Regions from separate parts of the Rattus norvegicus genome. Here region 2 is linked to region 1. The links are chromatin contacts, called in public Hi-C maps. All regions are on one chromosome and are shown on one strand. Each heading gives the region's core, a stretch centred on a gene start, on an enhancer-like site or on the middle of the called end of the contact. The rest is flanking DNA. Distances are from core to core; before and after follow the strand shown. Region 1 overlaps Smg6 (SMG6 nonsense mediated mRNA decay factor). Region 2 overlaps Smg6 (SMG6 nonsense mediated mRNA decay factor).

What was found. Hi-C and Micro-C count contacts between places; a contact is called where the count stands out from the background.
Region 2: a Hi-C map of hepatocytes shows a contact between it and region 1, with 1.8 times the contacts expected there. The contact joins two enhancer-like sites. A contact is called at or near these places in 3 of 12 Hi-C or Micro-C datasets (hepatocytes, kidney and psoas muscle).

Annotation. Positions count from the first base shown.
Region 1 is chr10:60,340,849-60,343,548 of GRCr8, forward strand. All of the region lies in intron 9 of Smg6 (SMG6 nonsense mediated mRNA decay factor), which reads left to right. Among named protein-coding and RNA genes, the nearest start is that of Srr, 57 kb to the left of the region's middle. Within about 2 kb of position 1,348, at least 17 of the 93 cell types and tissues checked have an H3K27ac peak or open chromatin away from gene starts, as enhancers often do.
Region 2 is chr10:60,483,453-60,486,152 of GRCr8, forward strand. The region is part of intron 13 of Smg6 (SMG6 nonsense mediated mRNA decay factor); the gene reads left to right. Among named protein-coding and RNA genes, the nearest start is that of Hic1, 33 kb to the right of the region's middle. Within about 2 kb of position 1,264, at least 22 of the 93 cell types and tissues checked have an H3K27ac peak or open chromatin away from gene starts, as enhancers often do.

The DNA of each region.
Region 1 (2,700 bases), core at 98-2,597:
CAAGATAGAGTCTCACTATGTAATATCCCAGGCTAGCCTCAAATTCAACTATCCTCCTGCCTGGCCTTCTCATTGCTAACATTTCAGGCATATGCCATCATGTACAAGTCCGGGTTTTGCATTTGTGTGTGCTTGTACACAGACAGTGCACTCAAAATATATGTAAATTATATACCATCATTATGTTAGTTTTATTATAAATTTTTTGTAATATGTAGGTAAGGCATAAAGATATTTCTCAAAGAAAAATACATGAAACTACTTATAGTTTCAAACCAAAATCAGAAAGAATTTTGGTTACAAATTTTTTGAAACAGATTTGTATTCATTATTGAATCCTGGAAAGATGACTTTTTGTTTGTTGTGGGTTTTGTTTGTTTGTTTGTTTTGAGACAGGGTCTCTCTCTTATAGTCCTGGCTGTCCTGGAAAACACTACGTAGACCAAACTGGCCTTGAACTCAGAGATCTTCCTGCCTCTGGCAAGGTGATTTTTCCCATTTGTTGCTTAACAACACTTCATTTTGTCAGAGTAACTCTCCTCCACAGCCACCCAACAGATTCTCAGTTTCTGTTTTTAAGACAGGGTCTCTTCAGTAGCCTTGGCTGGGCTAGAACTTGCTCTGTAGTAAGACCAGCCTCAAACTCACAGAATGCTTCCTTGGTTCTGGGAATGAGTCATATTTTCTTATATTTGATGTATGGAACTAATCTACGTTCTTAACCATTGATTCTTTAATTATGTTGTGCTAATCAAAGGAAGGTTTTTGGGGAGTTGTTTTACGTTTCGGAAAAAAAGAATGTGAACATTTGACTTGTACTCGTTTGAGACTTTAGTCTGACCACGGAGTGTTAATGGATCTGTTTCAGTTCCTACCCCAGGGAAGAGGCTTCCTCAGACACATGTCCCATGTGACACTTCTGTCCTGTCATTCTGTGCTGGCGCTCTACTTCCTTTCAACACAGAGACACATGGCCCTGAAACTAGCCCAGCGTGGCTGCTTTTCTTACTGAGTGAACTCTGCTCTTCTTGTAATGAGAAGTACTAGCCCCCTCCCCACCTCCATTGAGAGAGTGCTGCACAGTGTCAGGATTTAAAATGAAACCTTTGTTATAGCCCATGGGGAAAAATGGATCCAATCCAGCCACAAACATCACTCCCTGCCATTCCTAGTCTATCAAGAGCTAAAGCAGCTCTGAAGTTTTTTAGAGGGAAACAGTTTTTGCTTTGTTTTGTTTTGCTTTGTTTTGATTTGGGGCAGGCACTTAAAATGGCATGGGGGTGCAGGAAGTAAACGCATGGCATGTTTTGTGCCAGTGAAAATGAGAACAGTTGAGCAGAGGCGGACTGGAGTAAACTGTGATTGACTCATAGCTGTGGAATGACTTCTGGGCACCAGAGGGTCAGCAGTACAAGTTGCCATCCAAAGGAAAGGTATGAAGATTGCCAAAAATTGATAAAGTCTGGGGTTTTCTTATCAGGGAAGGATGCTATTCAATGAAAAGACTAAGGTTGGGGCAAAACTCACACCACCTTTTTCCAGGATTTCAGAAGGATGATCTGCCTTGGCTTTCCAGAAGCTATTTATTAATCCAACCTAGAGCTGTTCCCCACTGCACCCCTCAGAGTACCACAAGCAATTTGATGGGGTGGGGGTGGGGGTGGAAAAGATACTTTGCTGACCACGAATTGTTCAGCATAGCCCTAAGGCTTGTGTGCCTGGTTTCTCTCTCTAGCACCAAGTTTGAGTTTGCTTTTTATTTCAGAGGATTTCAGCTGTGGTTTACTCCTTGTTGCCAAAGGAGCTCCAGGCATGCACCACTGTTTAGGATCCAGTGGCCACATTTGGCAAGCACTGGTTTGAATGACCTCTCCTTAGAAGCCCTAGGTCACTGGCTGGATTTCTGCCTCCCTACATTACAGGCTCTTCCTGTATTGGGAGTGGCAGTTGGCCAGGGCATTGTATTTCCACTGGACTGAAACATACAGACCTGATGAACAGAGGCTTGTGAGAGGGAGGATAGCAGCACAGGAAGGCTGGGAACAGACCCTTGGGAGCCCTAGGTTTGGGTTCCTTCAAGGGACAGTTTGGGACCTGAGGGTGGGAGTGAGTGTGATAGTGACTAAGAAGGCAGAGCAATGCTCTTGCCTTTTCCTCCTTTTTATTCTTAAATTTTAGACAAGCTATTGCTGTGTGTTCTTGTCTGACTTTGAACTTGAGATTCTCTTGCCTCAACTATTCAAGTGCTGGGTTTACAGGCATGGTCCACCATGTCTTGTTTCTGAGGTAATTCTTTAAAAAATCTTTTGGGCTGGAGAGATAGCTCAGTGGTTAAGGGCACTGACCGCTCTTCCAGAGGTCCTGAGTTCAATTCCCAGCAACCCATGGCAGCTTACAACCATCTGTAATGGGAACTGATGCCCTCTTCTGGTGTGTCTGAAGATAGTGACAGTGTACTCACATAAATAAATAAGTCTTTAAAAAAAAGAAAAGAATCTTTTGTGTGATTAGATCCTTTTCACAGGGCACAGTTTTCATAATGGAGACTTAGGGATGGTGTAGGTGTTAAGAGTTTAAAGGAAATAGGTTCACTGTTTAGAAAACCCATTTCAAACAGAAACTCTTGTCAGTTTGAATCTATTTAATATGTGAGGTTAAGAAATAGCCTGCCAAAATGTAATGACTTATAGCTGTTTATCC
Region 2 (2,700 bases), core at 14-2,513, 140 kb after region 1:
AGATCCCCATTATAGATGGTTGTGAGCCACCATGTGGTTGCTGAGAATTGAACTCAGGACCTCTGGAAGAGCGGTCAGTGCTCTTAACCACTGAGCCATCTCTCCAGCCTGTTTTTCTCCATCTTGATATATCCATTACCATATTAAACTGTTGTTTTGTCCCTCTCTGACTCAACTACTAGGGCTCCTTTGTATGAGAGAATATTCCCAAGAGCCTCCTGTAGAACTCGAGTCAAGAGAGCTGTGTTTTTCTCTCCATCAGACTTACTCCTCCCACCCAGGGCAGAATACTCAAACCAGCCCAACAGGCTGGAAACAAGCTTGCGTATGATTGTGGAAGGCATTCCCTACACATTATGCCTGTCATAGTCCCAGTTTGCTAAATACCTTGGATTCATTTCTTATTGCCACACTGTAGTTAGAAATCTAAGAATAAATTCTGTATCCAACCTTAATTGTTCCCCTTGCTGGTTGGGTTACAGTGAAGAGAAGACACTCTTCTAAAACCTGGGGGAAATGTCTCTGTGTAAACAGGACCTCTTAAGATACCCCGGTGAAGCAGAACTCTTTTGCCAATCGCAGTAAGTGTCATTACCCTTAAAGGCAATGATGAATGACCGTAGCAGACAGAACTCTCAGGAAAACTGGGTTCATTCTGAAAGGTGTGGAAATGAAAACTGGAGCAGGGTGGGAGTTCCTTCTCTTCATGATAGTTCCCACTGAACCTCTAAGGATGTGCTGCAGGCAGGCTCAGGATGTCTGCACCCCAGGCTCCTGCTGTGCCCTGGAAATCCCCACCTCCAGGAGTCCCACGTCCACACATGTGGCCTTTCTCCCTCTTGGCCAGGAATCACTCTGCTTCCTGAGCCATGTACTCACCCAGGGCCTGCCTTAATGACAACAGTGTTTCTTCCCATTTGCCCAAGCATATAACCATGAGACACTGTCTTCTCCTGGGCAGGTTTCTGCTACAGATTGAACTGGGGCTCCCATAGCCCTTTCACTATGCAGGTGAGCCCAGGACCATTGCAAACTCCTTCTCTCTCCTCTCCTCACTCCTTTTCCTCCTCCCCCCCACCCATTCAGTGGCAGCAGTCTCATGCCAAAAAGGAAAGTCCTGGATCCATTACATAATTCTCTATAGTGTGAGCAGTAGCTGGGGCATAAGGTCAGAGGTCATAGTGGGGTCAGGTGGCTGACACACACTGTAACGACAAGGTGGTTAAAATTAGACCACAGAGAGGAAACTGGCAGTCTTGTGGAAATGCAGAAGTTTCCTCTGCAAGTGAGAGACTGGGGATGCAGGGAGGCCAGTGCGTGCTGCCTGCCAGGCTATTAGTCATTTCAGCTCTGCTCTTTAATGCCTGTTACCCCTGCTTCTGTATTTCTAGCCTTCCTCATCACATGTTTGAGTACACAGGATGGAACCATGGTTACCTGCTCTGACCCAAGGCAGGACCATCCTTACCCCTTCAGGGAGGTATCCAGGATAAGCGCCCTCCCCCCTTAAGTTCAAGAGGCTCTAAGCCTCTTCAGGGAAGCCTCTTAGACGAAGGTGGTCAGATACTTAGCGGCAGGTAAGTACCATCTGGACAGAGGGAAAGACGGCAGAGAATGGGATTGTGGCACAGATGACTGGTGTGTATGCATTCTCCCTGGCCAGTCACCTGGCAGAGTGGTGACTTGTTCCACCTTGTCTTAGAAAACATGGATCATTGTGAATCACCTGCTCCTGTGGTCCTAGTGAGTTTCTCTCCACCTGACAATGTTTTCCATGAGCCTGTTGTGTGCCACTTTATCTTAAAGCACCTTGCAAATACGGATGTGATCATTGGCACTAGAGCGCTTGCCTTCTGCTTGGAGTTAACTGTGCAGCAGTGAAATGACGAGTCCTGACAGTCCATCGTCCACATCATTCCTTCACCTCAGTCAGAAATGAGGCTAAAACATGGCTCTGGAGGTGCTGGGGCAGGGCTGGAAATATGACTTATCTGCCCTCCCAGAGAGCCTGGGTTTCATTCCCAGTACCCACATGGCAGCTCACAACCATCTGTAACTCCAGTTTCAGGGGATCTGATGTCATGTTCTGGATTCCTTGTGCACCAGGCATATTTATGATACACAAACATAACATGCAGGCAAAAGACCCATGCACATAAAATCGAGTGGAGTAAAAATAAAATTTTAAAATGGGTGTTAGTCATTTAGCGTGTCCTGGAATCATTGATGATGGAAGGGCTGCCCTGCATCATGTCTGGCCAATATGGTGTAAAAATGCCCCCTGCTTCTTAGACGCACACCAAGCAGGGACCTCCTCTTTGCTGACCATTCAGGAAGGGAAGGGTGCCAGAGAGCAAGGAAGCGACAATGCAGAGGACACTGGCACAGATGGCGGTGAAGGCATGCTTATGTGGTGTTGTAGAGAGGGGTCTGAGTGACTGTGGACACGTCACCTGAGAACCTGACACACTTGACAGCTGATCAGGATCGTCTCCCACGTAGCAGCTAAATCAGCACTGTCCTATGTGCTGCTGTAGCAATATGGGAGCAACTAGTGTCAACCGTGGAGGGTAGAGCTGTAGTGAACTCACTGGCCCTGCCCCATCCTCTCAGCCTGATAATCTCCTGCCCAGTTCTCAGGTGAGGCAGGAACCGTCCAGGTAAGTTAGAATGACTTGGCTAAAATGAAGCAGCCAAGAA